2 separate regions of the Sus scrofa genome follow, and region 2 is linked to region 1. The links are chromatin contacts, called in public Hi-C maps. All regions are on one chromosome and are shown on one strand. Each heading gives the region's core, a stretch centred on a gene start, on an enhancer-like site or on the middle of the called end of the contact. The rest is flanking DNA. Distances are from core to core; before and after follow the strand shown. Region 1 holds the start of LOC100521998 (NKG2D ligand 4-like). Region 2 holds the start of ULBP1 (UL16 binding protein 1).

The links. A called contact is a pair of places that touch in the nucleus more often than the background predicts.
Region 2: a Hi-C map of liver shows a contact between it and region 1, with 4 times the contacts expected there. The contact joins the promoter of ULBP1 here to the promoter of LOC100521998 in region 1. A contact is called at or near these places in 1 of 5 promoter capture datasets (liver) and 8 of 47 Hi-C or Micro-C datasets (embryonic fibroblasts, epiblast stem cells, heart right ventricle and 3 more).

Annotation. Positions count from the first base shown.
Region 1 is chr1:16,056,885-16,061,230 of Sscrofa11.1, reverse strand. It overlaps LOC100521998 (NKG2D ligand 4-like), which reads left to right and starts at 1,444. Exons shown (of 4, transcript XM_013992491.2): 1 at 1,444-1,584; 2 at 2,175-2,438; 3 at 2,670-2,951; 4 at 3,882-4,195. The coding sequence starts at 1,509. The coding sequence ends at 4,024.
Region 2 is chr1:16,117,590-16,121,872 of Sscrofa11.1, reverse strand. ULBP1 (UL16 binding protein 1) reads left to right here and starts at 2,600. Exons shown (of 5, transcript NM_001004035.1): 1 at 2,600-2,770. The coding sequence starts at 2,689.

The sequences.
Region 1 (4,346 bases), core at 195-2,694:
AAATATTTTTGAATAATATTTTATCATAATGTTAAAAAAGGGTAATTTTGAAGAAAAATATTGTTTCAATTTATATTAAATTCTAGTTTGGTTTACTGAGGTTAGGGTTTACTGTCTAAAACTCACCTCCCAAGTAGTTTTTGCTGCTATGTTACATTATTGTAAAGTTTGAATTATTAAGAAAATATTCTAAGCTCATTTTTGAAGCTGATTGCTATAATCTATTTTGGGTGAGGCTCAGATACCCCATGATAACCAGAGAATTATACATACTTGGAAAAGTATCATCTAAAAGACTGTTGCCAACCTAGATAAAAGGTTCCTTATCAGGCATTCCTAAGTGCCTCATGCACAAGGAGACTGAAGAAACTTAACTCTTAAATTTATATTTCTCTCTGGAGAAGGGACTCTGCATTGGACCAGTCCATAGAGAGAACTACTGATTTCAAAGTGATCTTAAAAGAAGGCTCTAATACAGATGTGATAAATTCATTTGAGTAATAAAAAAAATGAAAAAAAAAAGGAGGTTCTAATAAGAAAAAAGGCACTCCCATGCCAGGACAAAAATAAGACAACATAAGCAGTAAACAGCTGTCCCAAGAATGCCAGACCTGACCCATATGGTTATTTCTTTTCTGCTAGTTTTATTTGGTTTTGTTTTGTCTTATTTTATTTTATGCTATTTTTGTCTTCAGGGCCACTCCTGTGGCATATGGAAGTTCCCAGGTTAGGGGTCCAATCAGAGCTACAGCGCTGGCCTACACCACAGTCACAGCAACACTAGATTTGAGCTGCATCTGTGACCTACACCACAGCTCATGGTAATGCTGGATCCTTAACCCACTGAGCCGGTCGGGAATTGAACCTGTGTCCTCATGGATGCTAGTCTGGTTTGTTACCCCTGAGCCACAAGGGGAACACCCTGGTTTATTTTGTTTGTACACATGATCATGTTTTCCTGTCGAGGGCACAATCCTATGTGAACTTTAGAGATGAAGCCATAAATGTTTTCTTCTAAAATTGCTCACGTTGAGTGTTTGAGAGGTTAAGGGTGGGACTAGACTGGAGGTGGGAGAAAATCTGAGCAGACGGACCGGGAGATGGGAGCCGTGGCATCTGGAGGCCAAGGGAGCAGCTGGAGGAGCAGGAAAGGATGGGGCACCAGGAAGGTTTAGAAGAGGAAGTTGGGGGAATCAGGGAGAGGAGCTCACAGAACCTCCACCGTGTAGCTCACACTGCAAAGGGGGTTTGGGGAGGAGTGGGGGACGTTATTTAAGTGAATTTGGTTTTTAAGGTCTTTTTTTTTTTTTTTGTAAATGAGGAATTACATTTTGAAAACTTGCAAACTTGCAAAACTTCCCTGGTCTAATTGTTTTTTTACATTGTCGTACAACAATAGGGCTTCCTCAGGCTTGGACTAAAAGACTTTGGAAGGTGCTCCGAGGTGGAAGTGTAGACACAGCCCAGGCTCCTTTTTTCTGGCTAGTCTCCTGAGACTGCTGGGGGGAATGTCACTGGCTCGCACTACAGGTCTGCTTTTACTGACACGGCTACTGCTGCTAGAACCCGGGAAGACACTGCGCTGTGAGTGTCCTGGGATCTGGAGACCTGGCTGGGGGGCGGGGGAAGGGCTCCTGGCAGGTGGTTGCCTGTCCACCTGTTCTTAGGAGGACAGTTACGTTTAGCTGGACTGGATGTCCAGGATGTTAGCCAGTGTGTGGGGACCCAGGCTAAAGAGTAGCCCCTGGTCCTGTGCTCGTGTGACAGCTCTCCCTGTCCTGACAAGTGCCACCTTCTACTCCAGGAAGCCTTTCCTGAGTACGTGGACCCCATTAGGAATGTATCATGGATGCTATGGTGGCTTCCTTCCTGTTGAAAGTCCGGTTTATTCACATAGATTTTAAGTCCCTGGAGGACAGACAATGTCCTGTATTTTTGCCAGCTTAGAAACTGGCACCCAATACAAAAAGAAGGCAGATAAATCCTCCTTGTAACAGTATTGGGACCTGAGGGATCATGGTGGCCTCCCAGCCTCTCCCTAAACCTGAGACCGTTAAAGGGGGGGCAGGACAGAGGCCACAGCAGCCACAGGGGGACCCCGCATGGAGACCCCACCTCTGCAGCCAGGCCCTTCAGGGGGGTCTCGGGGACACACCTGTGCTTTTGTCTCACAGATGCTCACTCGCTCTGCCTCGACTTCGCTGTCACATCTCAGTCCAGACCCGGACAGCCCTGGTGTGAAGTCCAGGGCTCAATGGACACAAAGCCTCTCCTCCAGTATGACAGTGACAGCAACCAGGTCACAGCTTCGGGCCCCCTGGGGGAGGAGGTAAATGGCACCAAAGCATGGAGAGACTTGACTGGAACCCTGGGAGGAGTGGGCCGAGAGCTCAGGATGGTCCTGCATGTGGTCAACCTGGGGACAGAGAAGACCACGGGTGAGTATGGGGAGGGGGTGGGGGACTGGGGACAGTGAGCAAGGGAGGGGAGCACAGAGCCCATGTGGGGAAGGGATGTGGTGGGGAAGAATGGGACACGGGTCCCACCTCAGAGCCCCGGGGACCTGCTGGGCAGGACAGGGCAGGTCACAGGCCCCGAGACTGCAGACACATGAGCCCTGGGGGAGGAGGGACCCTGGGGTCGGGATGACTCTGTGTGTGGGGTCGCAGGTGCTCCCCGGCTGCAGGCCAAGCTGTGCTGTCAGCTTGAAGCAGAGCGAGTCACCGCTGCCTCCTGGCACTTCAGCCTCGATGGGCAGACGGCCCTCCTCCTTGACGCCATGGACATGAACTGGACAGTCGTGAATCCCGGAGCCACAGGGATCAAGGAGCAGTGGCAGAAGGACCAGGACCTGGCTGAGTATTTCAGGAAGCTCGCAGTGGGAGACTGTGGTCACTGGCTGAGGGACTTCCTAGGACACTGGGAGAATGTTCTGGAGCAGGAGCCCACAGGTAACGGAGCAGGTGTGAGGAGGTGGTAGGTCTCTTCCAAGGTCTAGTGCCTGCCCTCGTGTGGTGTGAGCACGTTTGTGGGTATAACTGAAAATATGGTGGATGGATGGATGCAGTTCCCATCGTGGCACAGCGGAAACGAATCCAACTAGGAACCGTGAAGTTTCAGGTTTGACCCCTGGCCTCACTCAGTTGGTTAAGGATGGGGCGTTGCCGTGAGCGGTGGTGTAGGTCACAGACATGGGTCAGATCTGGCGTTGCTGTGGCTGTGGTGTAGGCCGGCAGGTGTAACTCCAATTGGACCCCTCCCTGGGAACCGCATATGCCACAGGTGCAGCCCTAAAAAGCAGAGAGAAAACAGGATGGATGGACGGATGGATGGATGGATGGACAGAGTGACTGATTTCTTGGGGGGTCTTCCTGTCTGGAGTCAGTGAATTCATAGCACAGGATTTCCCAGCATCCTCCTTTCCAGCCCACCTCCCTCAGCACAGGAGCCCCCTTCTCCATTAAGCAGAGATCCTGGCCCCCTGCACTGCTACATGGTCCCCAAATCAACATGTGTCCTTGTGCTTCCCCGCCTTCTCTCCTTCCTCTTGCTCTGATCCTTTCACCAGCTTACGTGTCACTGACCGAAGCCCTCACCCCCCTTCAGACACAATTGAGCACCCCCAGTTCTGTCCTCCTCAAACGTCTCCCCACAGTGAACATGTCCACGAGAGCGTGATAATCAGACGGACGTCTGCTGTCCCCTCCGTGGACATATGAGCTCCGTGAGCACAGGGCACAAGCCCTGCTCATCCTTCTACTCAGTGTCTGCACAGAATGAGTCAGTACCTGTGGGGGGACATGCGCTGTGTGGGGACAGTAGGTGCTGAGGACAGTGACTTCTCAGGTTTGACAAGGATTTTGCTTTTCTCTTTGTTTTAGAACCACCGCTGGAGCCCTCAGATAACCAGCAGTTACCAGCATGGATCATCCCCCGCTCAGGCCTAACTGTCATTGTCGTCCTTGTCCTCGTCGTCATTGTCCTCATCATTGTCATCGTCATCAGGAGATGTGATGGGAGATAAGGTACCCCAGCAGGTGAGAAGCAGGCTGGCCTCCGGCTCCTGGGCAGCGCGTGTTCTGGGAAGGGCTTAGGAGACCTGAGCCCGGCTCTCACCCAAGCCCTGTGCACAGATCCTTCTCGACGTGGAGATGATGCGCTTCTGTGTCTTGAGCCCCACTCTGCACAGAGGGGCTGGGGGTTACTGGGCTCTTGGGGCAGAAGGGGCTGGGGAGGGGGGACAAGCCATGTATGCGCTCCTGGGGGGCGGGGGGCGGGATGGAAGAGCTGGAAATGGTGGGGTGAGATCTTATTCAGGATTTCCCCGGTCCTTTGATGGATACATC
Region 2 (4,283 bases), core at 1,351-3,850, 59 kb before region 1:
AACCTCCTGACTTGGTCTTTTCTCCACCAGCCTAGATGCTGGAGCCATGTGGCCGCCGTGCTGGCCCTCCAGCAGGCTGGCTTTCTGTTCTGGCACATTCCTCTGGCAGAGCTTCCCTTTCCCAGTCCCAAGAGCCAGTCCCCCTTCAAGCCTGGGCACTGACACCACCACCCATTACGTTTCCCTGACCCTCCTTGGGCTCAGTGACTTCTCTGCCTCTGTGGGTCCATGTGTCTGAATACCGGAGCCCACAGCAAGCCAGTCGCACTGGGTGGGAGCTGCTGGGCACCTGTGTGCTCCAAACTCTGGGTGTCACTGCCCGCAGAACTCGTCCTTTATCACCTGGGTAACAGAGCAGCTCATGCGCACTGCTGCTCAGTCATCTGTGAGAAGGTGAGTGACCTCGGGGACCCATAGCTGGGGGGAGGGTCCACGGAAGTCTGGGGCCCACTTCCCTAGACGCACAGGTTGAGGCCAAACAAGCTGGATTCCATGGGCGCACCCCCAACCCCCCTCAGGTGAGCCATAACATCACTCCTGCACCAGCTTCTTGTGTTGATGAGGCACATGGGAGGCCCAGCGTCCCTTAGCCTGTTGTGAGCGCTGGGGACGGCCCATGAGTCCCGCTTGTCCTCATCCACTGAACCTCTTCCTAAGTGACAAAGACAGACAGAGACCTTCCACTCTGCACCCTCCTTGGCTGACAGGCATGGCGTCTCTTCCCAGTTCACTCCCACTGTCCCCAGGCTGTGGGCAAGTGCCAGAGGCCTGGCCCAGGACCCGGGGCCTGTCTCTGCTCTTATTACCAAGGACAAGAGAGAGAGACCACCCCCTCCCTGCCCCCATCACCGATGTGCTGGAGTCTCTTTGGGAGGGGCCCGTGTGGTGATCTGGAGACAAGAGACACATGGGGGCTGGGAGGAGGACAGGACTCAGGCTTGGGTGGGGGCGCCAGCTTGGTGGGTTCAGGTGATCTGTGTGTCAGGAAAAGAGTTGCAGGCACGGGCCTGGGGGCTAGGAGCCTGGGTTGAATCCACGGGAAGAGACCACCCCAGGGACCTGGAAGCCTCCATGGAGGAGGCTGGATAAGAGGCAAGTGACTGGGAGGACGGGAGAGAGGCGGAAGGATGGCCTTAGAGACCTGGCCAGGACCGGGAAGAGGGGCCCCTGCGAACACCTGGACAGTCCCCCCAGGGCCTGCTCCTGGAACCTGGACTCGTTTCAAAGCCCCCGTGAGAGCAGACTCCCCAGGGAGGTGATCTCAATGGGTCTGAGCAACAGAGCATAACTTCACAAACAGTAGTCAGGAGAAAATTCTAGCTGATTGCTTGGTGTTTCTTTTTCTTTGTTTTTTTTTTTTTGTTTGTTTGTTTTTTTGTTTTTTTGTCTTTTTAGGGCCAGACCGGCAGCATATGGAGGTTCTCAGGCTAGGGGTCAAATCGGAGCTTCAGCTGCTGGCCTACACCACAGCCACAGAAACTCAGAATCCCAGCTGCATCTGATCCTTAACCCACTGAGCGAGGCCAGGGATCAAACCCGAGTCTTCATGGATAAGAGTCAGGCTCTTTAACCACTGAGCCACGATGGGAACTCCTGGTGTTTCTTAAGCTTGGCACTCATCCCCACCCACATCTTTCAATAGGAAACCCAGGCTCAGGAAGGAAAAGAGATGGAATGGGGCCCCTGGCCAGCAAAGGACTCAGCATAGGCCTCCCAGTTCTGGTCTCAGCCCTGCCACCCTTGAAGTGGGCAAAGGCCAGGACCACCTGGGAGAGCAGAGCCATGGATCTCTGTGTCACAGTCTTGCCAGAGACTTTGAACGTCACTGGCTGTCTCTCTGGATGGAGGTAAGGACCTGAGACAAGGACTCACTTACCAAGAATTAGGAATCATTTCCAGGCTCGACCACTGATGCCTCCCTCTGCATCAGCAGACAGCCTAGGTGTGAATTCTGGGCTGTAAAAGCACTAGTTGGAGGCCACCTGAAGACTAAGTGAGTGGGACAAAAGAGGGAAGAATTGCCCCCTCTAACCTTCTCCCCCTCTCTCCTAAGCCCCTATACCCTCCTCGCCCACCACCCTCTTCCCACCCCCACCACGCCCGCCCACAAACCCTCCCCCTCTACCCCAATCCCCATCGGGCTCTGAAGCCTCCATCCAGGGGGCTCTGAAGCCTCCAGGGGGCGCTGTGGCATATTTGTTCCGGAAAAGTTTCATCATTGCCTCCGGGCTCCCCCGTGAAACTTGAAGATAAAATTGCCTCTGGTCCTCTGGATTTTTTTTAAAAAAACATTTCTTCTGGTTCACAAAAACTCCTGGGCTCCACTGGCATAGAAACTACTAGAAAACACATCGTCGATGACACTACAGGTCCCGGCAGGTCTTCAGTCCCTTCGCTAGGCTGGCAGAGTTCTCCGCAAAGAAAAGCCGGAGTCTTTGAAGCAAAGCAGGATTGACTGAAATCGGGACTTGGGGAACGGGAGACGGGACAGCCGAAGGACCAGAAGAAAAGGTAGGCCGAGGAGCAGGAGGACAGAGCGTGGGCATGAACAGGAAGTGGCACCGGGCAGGGCTCCGGGGGCGTGGAAACAGCCTGCCATCACCTTTCAGCCACCGGGCGCTGGGGAATCTGCATTCCAGACCCGGGCGCGCGCTCTGCAAAGTCGCGGCTCCCGCAGGATCCGTGACGATGGCGCAGACCGCTGGCTCCACGGCGGGTCTGGGCTTCCTGAGTCTGCTTTTTTCTCTCCGGTTATGCCCGGCGGCCTGCGGTGAGTTCGGGGATGAACCTGGCGGGGTCGGGGCGCCGCGCCTAAAGAGAGGGAGATGGAGCGTCCGCTTGGGTTTGCGAAACTTCTCCTTGGGTGGGGCCGGCGCCCCTACGAAACTCTTTTGCCTTTGCGGCTCCTCTGTGACTTCCCTCTGGGTCCCAAATGGCGAATTGAGTGAAAAAGTAACGCCAGGAGGCTGGGGGGGACGGAGAGGACACCAGGAAATGGGGCACCGCAAGCCTCCAGGCCCGAGTCCTCCCCTGGGGAAGTGGAGCCCCTGCAGCCGGGCGGCGGAGGACAGGCAGCCAGCTCCATAGGCTGCCATAGGAACAGGTGGCCATACTGCCTGAGACAACCAGACGGGGTGGGCGAGGGGGATAGGGGGTGGGGTGTAGGGGCGGCAGGGTGGGGGTGGGGGGGTAGAGTGGGCGGAGGGGGCGGGGGGATGGGGAGTGGGGTAGAGTGGGCGGGCTTGTCGGCGGGCGTGGTGGGGGTGGGGTGGGGGTGGGAAGAGGGTGGTGGGCGAGGAGGGTATGGGGGCTTAGGAGGGAGGGGGAGGAGGTTAGAGGGGGCGTCTAAGGGGTTGGGAGACAGAGGGACAGGGTGGGGGGGAGGGGGGCCTGGGTGGTGCCTGTCCCCAGATCGCCCCATAGGGTCCTGCTTGTGGTTACAATACTCTTTATTACCCATCTCCCTGGGGCCCCTAGAGGCCCAGGACCTCCCACACCCTCCCACCTATGAAGGGGCCCTATTTCCTTCCCCCTCCAACTGGCCCCTTATCCCTGGCTTGAGGACATAGTCCAGCAACAGCCTGGGAATCTGACCCACGACTGCTTCAAGCAGGAGGGACTGGAAGCAGTTTCCCAAAGTGTGAGGCAGGGAATGAGGGTGAGGCGGGGGCCCCCCACCTTCATATTGGTACCCCCTGGGGAGCCCCCAGCCTTTAACAGGTATTCATTAGGACAGGGGTTTGCAGGCTTTTTCTCGCAAAGGCAGAAGGGAAATCTGTTGCCTTTACAGCCCCCACTGTGGTGGCGCAACAGCAGCCATGGACAATATGCAAAGCAGTGGGGAAGTAGGTTTGGCCACTGCCCTAGTCTCTGATCTCAGTTCTGGGGAACCCGCCTCCCAGGGAATGGTCCTAGGGGAGCCCCAGCTGCTGGGTGCTGAAGAGCCAGAAACATGCCCTGTGCGGCCTTGTAGCTTCTGGGTGCTGTGAATGAGACAGCAAGGTGGGGGTGGCAGCTTCATGCTAATGCATCATTTCCTTACTAAGGGTGCACCCAACTCTTTTTGGTCCCTTGTGTTTACGTTGAGTTCTAATACTTTGGGGAGGTTTTTATCCAGGAGCAAGAACTGCAGCCAAGGCTTTTCAGTCTGAGGTTTCAGTTCCCAGGCTGTCTCACTTGAGCTGTTGGACTCGCTTCCCATCCGAGCTCTCCTCGTAGCTCCATGGAGTCCTCAGGCTTTCCCAGGGAGCAGGGCTGACCGCGCACGCTCCTGCCCTTCCATG